Regions from separate parts of the Gossypium hirsutum genome. Here regions 2 and 3 are each linked to region 1. A link is a contact called in public Hi-C data. All regions are on one chromosome and are shown on one strand. Each heading gives the region's core, a stretch centred on a gene start, on an enhancer-like site or on the middle of the called end of the contact. The rest is flanking DNA. Distances are from core to core; before and after follow the strand shown.

Region 1 (3,874 bases), core at 1,134-3,633:
ATAATATATCAAATACAATTAAAAAATTTATGCTAAAATAACACTAAGATAATTGCAACTTAGCAAGTAAATACCTTTAAAATAGTAGCAAAACAATAAAATATTATCAATATATTAGTGAAATGGTAGCAGAACAACAGGAAAAAAAAAGTTTAGGCTTATTCAAGTTGGGCCGGGCTCAGGCTTAGACCAAAAACATCCTACTCGAGGCCTAACTTATTTAAAAATAAACCTTATTTTTCGTTCAAGCTTATTTTTTGAACTTGTATTTTTGTTCAAACTCTCTCACTTTTCGAATAAATGGTCCGGGCCATGATCAAGTCTAGAATCAACTACTGAGTTGCTATATGGTTTGTAAACCGAAATGAGAGGGAGGTCTTGGACTTAAGGCCCTTCTAAGTTGGAATCAAGCCTGCATTATTCAACACATTTGGGGCTGTTCAAATGCAAGCGAGGTCTTTGTGGAACTGCTTGGATAAGGGCATATGTCTTGAAAGGGAGGAGTTTGATGCAAATATCTTGCACGCAAAATAGTAGTTGGAGCTGGAAGAAATTAATGAAACTAAGGCACTTGGTATAGGGAATGGAAACATAGAAAGGCATTATTTAGTTGGTAAACTGAAATGAATTAAGGCCAAAAGCTAGGAAGGTTTTGTGGAGGAAGTTAATCTGGTTTCCACTTTACATCCTTAAACATTCAATGGTGGCTTGGATGACAATTCTAAATAAGTTGCCAACAAAGGATGGGCTACTTGCATGGGGCTGGACAGTTGATGATAGGTGTCAACTATGTTTTGTGAAAAAGGAGACAAAGAATCATCATATTTTCTTTTTTGTGTGCTTATTCAAGAACAATATGACCGATGATTTTGCAGGTGTGTTCACTTCATAGCCAAGTTATGAATTGGGATCAGGGGCTGCAATGGACTAGCACCGAACTTAAAGGAAAAGCATTCTTATTTCTTAGCCATATTATTGAGATTGGCATGGTCAACATACATTAATTCAATATGGAGGGAGAGGAACCAACGACAGTTTGGAAGTGAGCAGAGATCTAAGAATGCTCTGCTTGAGGAAATTAAAAAGGTTATAAGATTGAGACTAACTGGGGTAAGAATTAGCATGAATAATCTTATTATTAGCCAGCTGTATATTGTATAAGTTCTTTTTTTATTTTTATTCTATAGAATGCTCCGTTTGTAACATGACACTCTTTTTTGTTAATTAAAATTTCATTTAGGTACAATTTACTTAAAAATATATAGGGTAAATGTTTATAGATCATCATTGTTCTCGTAAAGAGCTACACTTTTCAAAATGTCCAACTAAGAGTTTAACAAGTAAAGTTTAGAGATTAACTTGGATAAAAAAAAATTCAAGTCTTAATGTAAAAATAATTACTAAATTTAAGGACTAATTTAAATGAAAAAGTTCAAACCCTATCCTGAGAACAAGTATCATCAAAATATGGAGTTTCAACATTTATCCACATTGACAAATATTATTTACATTGGAGTAATGTACCCCGACCAAAAGTTAAATTGTTACTAGAATGTAGGTTTGAATGAATTTTAAGTCTCATTTTTTATATGGATCGAGCCTTGGGTAAGGATTTTTTTGGTCCGAGCCATGCCCAATCCAAAAATATTATGTTATAAAAATATTATATTAATTATATATGTTAAATAAAAATTATATATATTTATATTAAATCACTGACCCAATAACAATTAAACCCATTACCCAAAACTTAAAAAAAAAACTTATCCAGCTAAATAGTCTATCCCAAAATATAAAATTTTAAAAATTATATTTAATACAGTAAAATATAAATACTTTTTAATGTGTTAGAAAAATTTTATTTTAGCATTTTTTAGTACCATCGAACAAATCCATTGACACAAATACTGCATGGGAGAAAATTGAGTTATTTGGACCCGAAGGATTGATCGGACGAACTACTAATTTTTGGATACGAGATATCCATCCTAATCGCTATGGACGCATTTGCCCAATTGACATGTTTGAAGGGACCAATATTGAACTTATTGGATCCTTAGCAATTCATGCTAGGATTGGTCATTGGAGGTCTCTAAAAAGTTCATTTTATAAAATCTTTGATAAAAAAAGTTATTTATTTTTAAAAAATATATATATTTAAAAAGCTATTTATGTTGCAAATTAAATATAAACGGATCAAATCGAGCTCAAATTTACATTTTTTAAATTGACTCAAACTTGAACAAAAATAAAAAAAAAACTTATTTTTTAAATCAAACCGAACTCAAACTTAAAAAATTAATTTAAATACCTTCCATAAGCCCCATTTAAACTTAACTCGGTCCATAATCACCTCAAATTTTTAGATATCACACCATTAGCTAGGTATCTACTTCTGCTTTTTTCTTTTTGGGCCGAATCGGTTTAGGAACTAGTAGGAGCCGCCGCCCCCACCGACCCGCCTAAGCAGAACACAAAAGCAAAGCCCCCGTGATCACCACTCTTTCTCGTCGAAGTCCAGTTATTTCAGAGCTAAAATACGAAATAGAAAGGGAATGGGTCACAACAAGCCCCGGCGTTTCAAAACCCATAACTCTCATCGGGGACAGTCTAGCAGAAACCATCAATTCCAAAGGTTCTGTTTTGTTTTTCTTTTTCAATTTCACTTTTAAACCAATCTAATTTCAAAATCAATCTTCTAAGCTTTTATTTTTCCTTTATTGCTGTACTTTTCCAGGGAAGATGAATCTCTCCCACATGATCAACGTACTAATTCCATAACCATATCTTCATTACTTCAATTGTTTTGTTTGGATATATCATGTGTTTGATGTTTTGCCACTGTTAATTGCTTTTTTTCTATTTTCCTTCTCCATGCAGCTCCCGAAGAGGAACCCAATGTTCCTAAAGTTCAACTTGCTATGTGGGTTTGTATTTTTCTCCTACTTCTTTTTTTGGTTAAATGTTATTGAAATTAATTTTTTTTGGCTAGCTTTAATGGAAGTTTTTATGTGTTCGTAGAATTTGTGATAGGGAACTTTTGTTTGATCAGAATGTGTTTGATAACTCATATTATCTATTAACAGGAAATTTTCAGAAACAAGTTTTGAACGGGACTAATCAATTTAAATGCAGAACATGTTGCAGTTTTATATTTGAACTGTTTTTTTTCCACTAAAGAAGATATATTTAAATTACTCCTTTTTAATTTTTTATTTAGAACTATCCAAAATAATAATAATAAATTAGGTTAATAAGGTTTAAATCGTGAAATGAATAGTTTCTCATTATTAAATATTTACAGCTACAAATAGTGTAATTATATTGAGTACTTAATTTTCAGTAATATACTAAACAATTTTTATAAAACAATTTTGATACTTAAATTTAAACACTTAACTTTTCAGTTTATTAAACACACTTAAAATTTTCAGTTTATCAAAGAACATCTTATTCTTTAATATCTTTTTTTTTTTTTGAAAAATGCCTTTTCCTTAAAAAGTGGCTTCTATGGATTGATGACTTCAAGCATATTGCTATCACAATGGTAATTGCCAGCAATGCCAAGTCATTGTCTTCTTTAGCTTTGCTTATTATTTTGAATCCGTGATCAAATCGTTCTTAAAATGGTGTTTGACAGTTGGCCTTTTGATTTTCTTTTTCTTTAATAATTGCTTGCATGGATTACCCTCATTGTTTTCTTCTTGTTGACTCAGGATTTTGGACAGTGTGATGCAAAAAGGTGCACTGGGCGCAAACTTGCAAGATTTGGGTTGTTGAAAGAAAGTATCTACTAGACTAAATTTCCCTGAAATTTAATTTTGTTATGCATGTTTGAATTTATCTTATTTATGTCACGTCAAATGTGCTTTGT
Region 2 (3,966 bases), core at 577-3,076, 150 kb before region 1:
GTCAGCAAAGGCCTCCTTAATACGAACACAATCGAATCTCTGAATGTTATGACCCCCCCAAACCCTACCATTCAAAAGGTTGAATATTTTGTCAGCAACTTCTTCAAATCCAGGTGCGTTTGCAACAGCATCTCTAGTTATCCCATCAGACCTGCCGGACCTCAATGCAACAACAGACAAGTCCTTGGGCTTTATCAGGGTACTATAACTCTCTAGCTCAACCAGGTTCCTTGGACACACTACAATGGCACCAAACTCCAATACACAGAACCTTTGACCGGTTCTGTTGGGTACTGTAGTTTCTATGTCGAAAAACACAATTTCTGCTGACCCTTCTTGGCATGGAATAAAACCCTCCATTTTTCTGCAAGTTTACTGGTTTTTGGTTTCAAGTTTTTTTTGGGTGATGTGGATTGAGATTGTGAATCCTGGTATAAATGGGGGATGGAAGATGGGAAAGAAAAGGAGATAATACAAGGGTGGAAGAAGAGAATTCTTGGCATTAGAGATTTGATTGTCTTGTAGTTCAAGTCTATAGTTTTTAGGCTTTGGAGGATTGCCTTATGCAAAGGGCTTTGGGTTGGTTTTCCTTCATTGTTATGTTACCATGTTGTTAGCCATTTCTGTTTGGAGCAGCAACCTTTTGGACAAGTTGACGCTTTTCTCTCCATTAAAATAATAAAGATGTAGAAAACATGATATTTACGATGGAAGATATGAAGCAAGTTTGTTTGGAAAGGGAATTGATTCCTTAGAATTCTACATCTGCTTACCCTACAAACAAATATTCCTTGGGAACATTCACATCTCAGGGCTGGGAGAATTTTAGGATGAACATATACTATATTGACGTCATTGGAGGAAAATGGAAACTTTGGGATAAAGGCTCTCTTTTGCCATAATCCTAACCATACATGCATAAATGTAACAAAAAGGAAAATGAATATAAATTCTATATTTTTTTGTATTGCAAGTTGCAACACACCTATTATGTGTTCGGTTGAAGACAGGAGCGGCCCAAGAAGCCCAAGGCAATTATATCAATTGGGCCAAAAAGTTCTCACTTCTACTTTATTCTATAGATTTGTCCATAGTTGGATTGAAGCAAATATTGTCGAGATAATCAACTTAAGGAGGAAACTATAGCTCCTAGCCATTTATAGCAGACTGTTGCAGCACACACATCACCATAGGGACCCTGCAACTGATTAATAACAGTTGTAACAGCTACAACAACTCACAACAAACTCAACCAGCTTAAAAGAGACATTTAACATGTGCTCCTTAATTATACAATTGACAACAAATTATTAGCATTTAGTTACTTATTTTTGAAGTTGACAATGATCAAGTTAGTCTGATTTTTGAGAGCTACCAATTTACTCAAGATTTTTATTTATTTCTAAAACTAAAATTAAATAAAATATTTATAAGTATAATAATCATTATTCCAAGAGTCAATTTTAAACAATCAAAACAAACCGACTAAAGTGTGAACACAAACCAAATGGTTTGATCTGTTTTAAAAATGATTTAAGGTTGTGTAGCTTGAGAGGGTATGAACGTGCAAGCATTTAGAAGCACAAATAAAATTTTAATTATTTTTGTATTTTGACCAAGTTAACAAAGTGAGTGGTGTTAGAGTGGTTGTGGCACGCATCAACAGTTAATTATTGTAAAGATAAGTGAATTTTGTAATGGTGATCAGCCTTTAATCATGCGACATGCAAATCACTTACAGAGCTGCTCTACCAATATATGGTCCTGGCTGTTAGACGATCTCATCGTTTCATTTCATCCTCACAGTTTTGTTTCTTTTCAATTCAATGGCACTTTCTACTTCGAAAATAGTTCCCACCACCAACAAAATTGCTCGAGAACTCGATGAAATTTACAAGGACCTTCATGAGCTTGACTTTGCTATTCAAGTGCCTAAGACCCTAGACAAGAAGAATAGCCTGCAAAGGGAAAAACAAATATCCGTTGATCCAATTTCATTACGAGAATCATCCATGGGAGAAATAAGTTTCAACATGATGTTACCACCTCAAGCTGAAACTGATTACCCTTTTCCACCCCCTTTGCTCCCCGCAAAGCACAAGTTCTTAAGTTGCAGCCTTCCAAACTCCGCGACTTCTTCCCCTCGATTCGGCTCGAGGAAGAACTTGAAACACGAAAGCCAAGCGTTGCCTCAACAGGTTGACGAGTTGGTCAATAAGAACCCATCACTTCAAAACACGACGTTTTGGAGAAGCAAGTCATGTGGAGATGGAAGAACATATGGACCACCGGATGAACTTGATGATCTATGGATGTACAAGCATCATAGGCATGGAGGTTTAATCTCCAAACCCAATGTTAACAATCAGGAAATGGATGGTAGTAATGAAGTTGACTTCAAATGCGGTGCCCTTTGCCTGTTGCTACCAGGATTTACCAAGGCAAAGCAAGTGAGGACAAGAAAAAGAGAACCTAGGGTGAAGGAGAATAATGTGAATGTGATATCGAGAACAGTTTCCCTTGAAAAGTTTGAATGTGGATCATGGGCTTCATCAACAATAATACCAGACCATGATGTTGGTGATCTATACTTTGATCTTCCATTGGAGTTGATCAATAACCTTGGGAACGATGCACATTTACCGGTTTCAACTGCTTTTGTGTTCGATAATAAAGATGTAAAAGGGGTATTGAAGAATGGTTCAAATCAAACAAGATCAACAACAACAACAACAACAGGCAGGAAATCCCATGAATCATCATCTCGGCATGTTAGGTTTTCGACGTCATCCCCAACATCGTACCCTGCTTCACCGGCTTCTTGCATTACGCCTCGTTTGCGTAAAGCTAGGGACGATTTTAATGCTTTCTTAGAGGCACAAAGTGCATGAAATTTTTCTATACTCGAATTTTGTTCTTTAACACTGTGTATGAATTTTTTTTTCGGTCCCTCTTTTGTTTACCGTTCAGGCATTGCCCCCCAAGAAAATAAAACTTTATGCAATAGGGACCCAATGATTTTAGAAGACGAGACCTACGCGATTGACGCAAATTTTCTTTCCTTGCTATAATATATACCGGTGTAATTTTCTTGCCAAATTAATATGTTGGATTTGCTTGATATAAAAGGCAGAAAGCAAAATGGAGGCGTCCTTCAAGTAATCAAACACATTAGCACCTCCAAATAAATATCTAGCGTATTATGTGTCTAAAGTAAGCATTATCGATGGTATTAGAGCATCATTAGTCTCCGACGAGAATTCATCTTAATTTGCACATTTGTTTTTCTTTTTCTCTATCTATATTATCACATTTCATCTTTCGTCCACAATCAACACTCTTATTATGATAAATCTCAAATAATTTTATCATCTCGAATTTGAATATTGTGAATAAAAAAATTAACATAAGGAGAGTTTTATATCTTATTTTGAGCTCTGACTACAATTTTAATAAAGTCTCAATATGGGTAATTTTAATAAAAATGCATTAAAAACAAAAAAACAAAACATGTAACTAAGCCTATTCATAGGTTGAGTTACTATTTAAGTCCAAAAGCTTATTTAAACTTCGGGAGGGTTTGGGTAGAAATATTAAACTCAAAATTAGGCTTAGACAAAAAAAAATTAGACCCGTTAAAATATTGATCAAGCTCAAGTCAAACATTCGAGACACAAGCCCGATCTATTTTAATGATCTATAATATAATATATTATGTAATCTATAATGTAAACATTTAAAAAAATATTAATTGTTTATATTTTTTAATAAATGAAAAATATATATAATTTTTAAATAAAAAATAATATAATATAAATATTTAAAAAAATTAAAATATGGTTGGACCTAAAATGAGTTTGAGTTAGTCATTTATAAATATGAATAGACTTAAGCTAAATTTTAGACTCGTACTTCAAATCGAGTCGAGTTTAGAAAAAATAAAATGTGTTAGTATCATGATTAAAC
Region 3 (3,954 bases), core at 885-3,384, 210 kb before region 1:
GTTTATAGGCACTCCTCACCGAGAACTCCCCTGTCGGTTCTCCTCTCCAAACTTGAAGATCTTCTTGTTCTGTCTCCGCAAGAGGGATTTTTAATATTTGCTCCGCAACATCTGGTTGAAAGGTATTTCTTATTAGCTCTGTTCTCCAGCTCCTGCTAATTGGCTCAACTAAATCCGAGACTAATTTAACATTGTCATTGTCTTCTTGAATCGTGATTCTGTCAGCTGCAATCCCCGGTATCCATGAATCTCCCCGCATGGAAATTTGATCACCTCTCCCCACCCTCCAACAGCGTCCATTATTAAGAAGTCCTCTCGCAGCCCATATACTTTTCCAGGTAAAAGAAGGTAGATTCCCCAACTGAGCTTTATAGAAATTTGAATTGGAAAAATACTTTGCTTTCAAAACATGAGCCAATAAATAATTCAGATAATTAATAAGACGTCATCCCTGCTTCGCTAATAATGCAACGTTAAATTTAGCAAAATCACGAAAACCGAGACCACCATCTTCTTTTAATAGAAATAAATCCTTCCAAGCGCACCAGTGGATAGCTTTTTTATTAAGTCTCTTGCCACCAGAAGTTGGCTATTATTCTATCCAAATCTGTACAGAGCGTCTTAGGGAGTAGGAAACAAGCCATCGAGTATGTTGGGATAGCTTGTAGAACTGCCTTGATAAACACTTCCTTTCCTCCTTGTGAGAGATATCTAATAAAGTGTTGATTTTTTCTTGAGTCTATCTTTCAAGTTTTGAAAAGATAATCTCTTTCTTTTCCCCACCATACTAGGAAGTCCTAGATATTGCTCAAAATCATTAGCTCTTCTAACTCCAAGGATCTGTGAAACAACACTCCTTTCACTCTCTTTTGTATTAGTACTGAAGAAAAAAGTCGATTTTTCAAAATTCACACGGGGCCCAGAACTTGTCTCGTATTCTTGCAGTATCTGTTTTAATGAATGTGCTCCCCTATCTGTAGCTTCAGCAAATAAAATACAATCATTTGCAAATAATAAATGGGAGATAGTCGGCCATCTTCGACTTACTTTAACACCTTTCAAAACATTTTCCTCTTGTGCTAACCTCATTAGACTTGAGAGTCCTCTACAAATAAGGAATAAAAATGAACTTAGAGGATCCCCTTGCCTAAGACCTCTCGATGGGAGAAACGTTTGACCGATATTTCCATTGAAACTCAGAGTAAGAGACTGAAGAGACACAAGTCAGTACTAAATCAATCCATCATGGGTCAAACCCCATTTTTTCCATTACTCCTCTAACAAACTCCCATTCAACCCTATCATATGCCTTACTCATGTCCAGTTTAAGAGCCATGAATCCTTTTTTCCCCAATCTCTTCAGTTTCAAAGTGTGCAGAATTTCATAAGCAAGTAACACATTATCAGAAATCAGCCTTCCTGGAACAAAAGCACTCTGAGCTAAATCAATACATTTATGAATTAACCCTCGTAGCCTATTCGCAATGACTTTAGCAATCAGTTTGTAAATCACATTACATAAACTAATAGGTCTAAAATGGGTAACGCTCGAGGGATTTTGGATTTTTGGGATGAGCACAATATTTGTTTTATTAATTGATTGGAACTCTATACCTTCGTTTAATCTTTGGAGACAAAAAATTGGAGATGTCATCCCCAACAATTGACCAACACTTTTGATAGAATAAGGCTAGGAAACCATCCTCTCCCGGTGTTTTTGCAGGCCCCATTCCTGAAAGAGCTTCCCGAATTTCATCTTTTGTGAACCTTGCATTAAGTTTAATGTTATCTTCCTCAGAAATACACCTTCTAATACCTGTCAAGATATTCTCAAAGTTATGTTGCCCTCCTGTTGAAAACAATCGTAAAAAGTACGATCTGGCAATTTCCTCCATATTCTTCCATTCTTCAGTTGCCCTGCCATCTTCACCCTGCAACTTGTGGATTCTGTTTTGCCTCCTTCGTTGCGATGCTTGTTTATGAAAGAAACTTGTATTTCTGTCTCCCATTTTTAACCAATTAATTCTAGCCCTCTGCTCCCAATAGCTTTCATCCTTTTCAATTTCTAAGTTCAGATGGATTTTTGTGTCAATAATCTCTGCCAAGTTCTCACTTCTATCTGCATCAAGCAACATTTCTAATTTTGACAATAAGACCTCGTTTGTCATCCTTTTATTCTGTTGGAACTGGACACTCGACCTTTGTAACCCTCGTTTTAAATTTTCCAGCTTCTGCATAAGGTCTCCTGTTGAGTTTTCTCAAATACTTTTAGTCTCATCCAAGAAAGTATCTTCCAAAATCCACCATGCTTCAAACCTGAACCTCTGATATGCTATCCTTCTAACTCTCTGATCCGTATCAATGAGAAGTGGACAATGGTCTGAGAAAGAATGAGGGAGGTGTTGAATAAGAAAATTTGGAAATAAATCACTCTATCATTCTATTGCCACTCTTCTGTCTAATCTTTCTTGGATATTAGATTCTGGCAAATTTCCCTTCTCCCACGTAAACCTCCTACCTGAATAACCCAAATCCACTAAACAACAGTCTTCCAAGGCCTTCTGAAATGCTTCCATTCTTTTTTCTTCTCTAGGTAGACCACCTTTCTTCTCGAAATTATATAAGATTTCATTAAAATCCCCACAAACCAGCCATGGGTCATCTCCTTGGTTTCTTAATTGTCGCAACAAGTTCCATGATTCCTCCCTATCATATGAATAAGGGAACCATAAAAACCTGTAAATATCCACTTTTCTCCATCTCATTCTTCCTCAATGATCACAGCAATATGTCTATTTGAAAAACTCTGTAGTGCAATACTAGCGTTCTTTCTCCATGCTGAACAAAGTCCTCCTCTAGATCCAATTGAATCCACATCAATTCCAAAGTGAAATCCACAACTTCTTCGAATTTTTTTCATTCTTTTTTGTTTATTTTTGTCTCCATTAAGAAGATCACTAGGGGATAGTGTTTCTTCAGCGAGTGTCGAAGTCGATGAACTGTTCCAGGATTCCCCAAACCTCAGACATTTCAACTTAGTATTTTCATTGCGATCGGTCGGCTTGCCTCTTGACAGCCGCCGATAATAAATGATTGAATCCTTGTACTTTCCTATCTCTCCCTTCCATCTCCCTACTATTCTCAATATCCTTTCTCCCTCTCTTTTTTCCCTCTTCTCCAATAATCATCTCATTCTCCAACTCCTGTTCTATAGCCATTTGACTATAATCATTTAAAGGTCTAACCCTTTCTATTTGTGAGGAGAACCCATTACCTTCTAGATTAAAACCTAAGATAGGATCAACACTTCCCGTAAAAGTTCCTACGTTTCCCCTTTCATTATTTCCTCCACTCATTCCTCCCCCAGAACCTCCTTCCTCCCGTAACCATACACTCCTCATTGCTTGGGCTCTTCTTGATTGTGCACGCAGAGATAAATCCCATCCCATCACATCAACTTCAACCCTTGCCTCCATTTTTTCCTCACAAAAGGAGTCACTATGTCCAAGACGGCCACAGTAGAAACAAAAAAGAGTCAATCTTTCGTACTTAAATCTAACATAAGAGCACTTGTTTTTAAACATAACCTGCTTTTTCCTTTTGAGAGGGTGCCGAACGTCAACTTGAACTGTTATCCTCATGAAATTCATATTTTCTTTCCCCAAACTAGATCCATCGTATTCTTGAAAAATTCCAATAAAATTCCCTAACTGCATCGCTAATTTATTAGAATAAAACCCTATAGGCACATCATGTATTTGAACCCAAGAAGGTGATGAGGTTAGAGGAACTTTTAGTGGATCTTCCCCCTTGTAACTTGTGTAAAATTAGTAGATGATTAATGAATGCCCAAGGAGCCCCTTTAATAACTCTTTCCATGTCAATAACATGGAAAAACTTAAACGAGTACCTTTTTTCCCAGATCTCTAATTTGAACACCCTTGACCGGATGCC

The links. Hi-C and Micro-C count contacts between places; a contact is called where the count stands out from the background.
Region 2: a Hi-C map of leaf shows a contact between it and region 1, with 4 times the contacts expected there. The contact joins the promoter of LOC107950893 here to the promoter of LOC107950387 in region 1. A contact is called at or near these places in 11 of 34 Hi-C or Micro-C datasets (callus, hypocotyl, leaf and 1 more).
Region 3: a contact with region 1 is called in a Hi-C map of leaf, with 4 times the contacts expected there. The contact joins the promoter of LOC121215392 here to the promoter of LOC107950387 in region 1. A contact is called at or near these places in 11 of 34 Hi-C or Micro-C datasets (callus, hypocotyl, leaf and 2 more).

The regions. Positions count from the first base shown.
Region 1 is chrD03:6,274,259-6,278,132 of Gossypium_hirsutum_v2.1, forward strand. It overlaps LOC107950387 (18S rRNA aminocarboxypropyltransferase), which reads left to right and starts at 2,384. Exons shown (of 9, transcript XM_016885236.2): 1 at 2,384-2,635; 2 at 2,738-2,766; 3 at 2,881-2,927; 4 at 3,717-3,782. The coding sequence starts at 2,556. LOC107950388 (a long non-coding RNA gene) reads left to right here. Exons shown (of 3, transcript XR_005911113.1): 3 at 876-1,258.
Region 2 is chrD03:6,127,217-6,131,182 of Gossypium_hirsutum_v2.1, forward strand. It overlaps LOC107950893, which reads left to right and starts at 1,827. Exons shown (of 1, transcript XM_016885811.2): 1 at 1,827-3,030. The coding sequence starts at 1,827. The coding sequence ends at 2,891. It overlaps LOC107950391 (protein NEN4), which reads right to left and starts at 1,001. Exons shown (of 4, transcript XM_041089678.1): 1 at 1-1,001. The coding sequence starts at 360.
Region 3 is chrD03:6,062,077-6,066,030 of Gossypium_hirsutum_v2.1, forward strand. It overlaps LOC121215392, which reads right to left and starts at 2,135. Exons shown (of 4, transcript XM_041089848.1): 1 at 1,615-2,135; 2 at 1,257-1,475; 3 at 1,048-1,105; 4 at 1-361. The coding sequence starts at 2,135.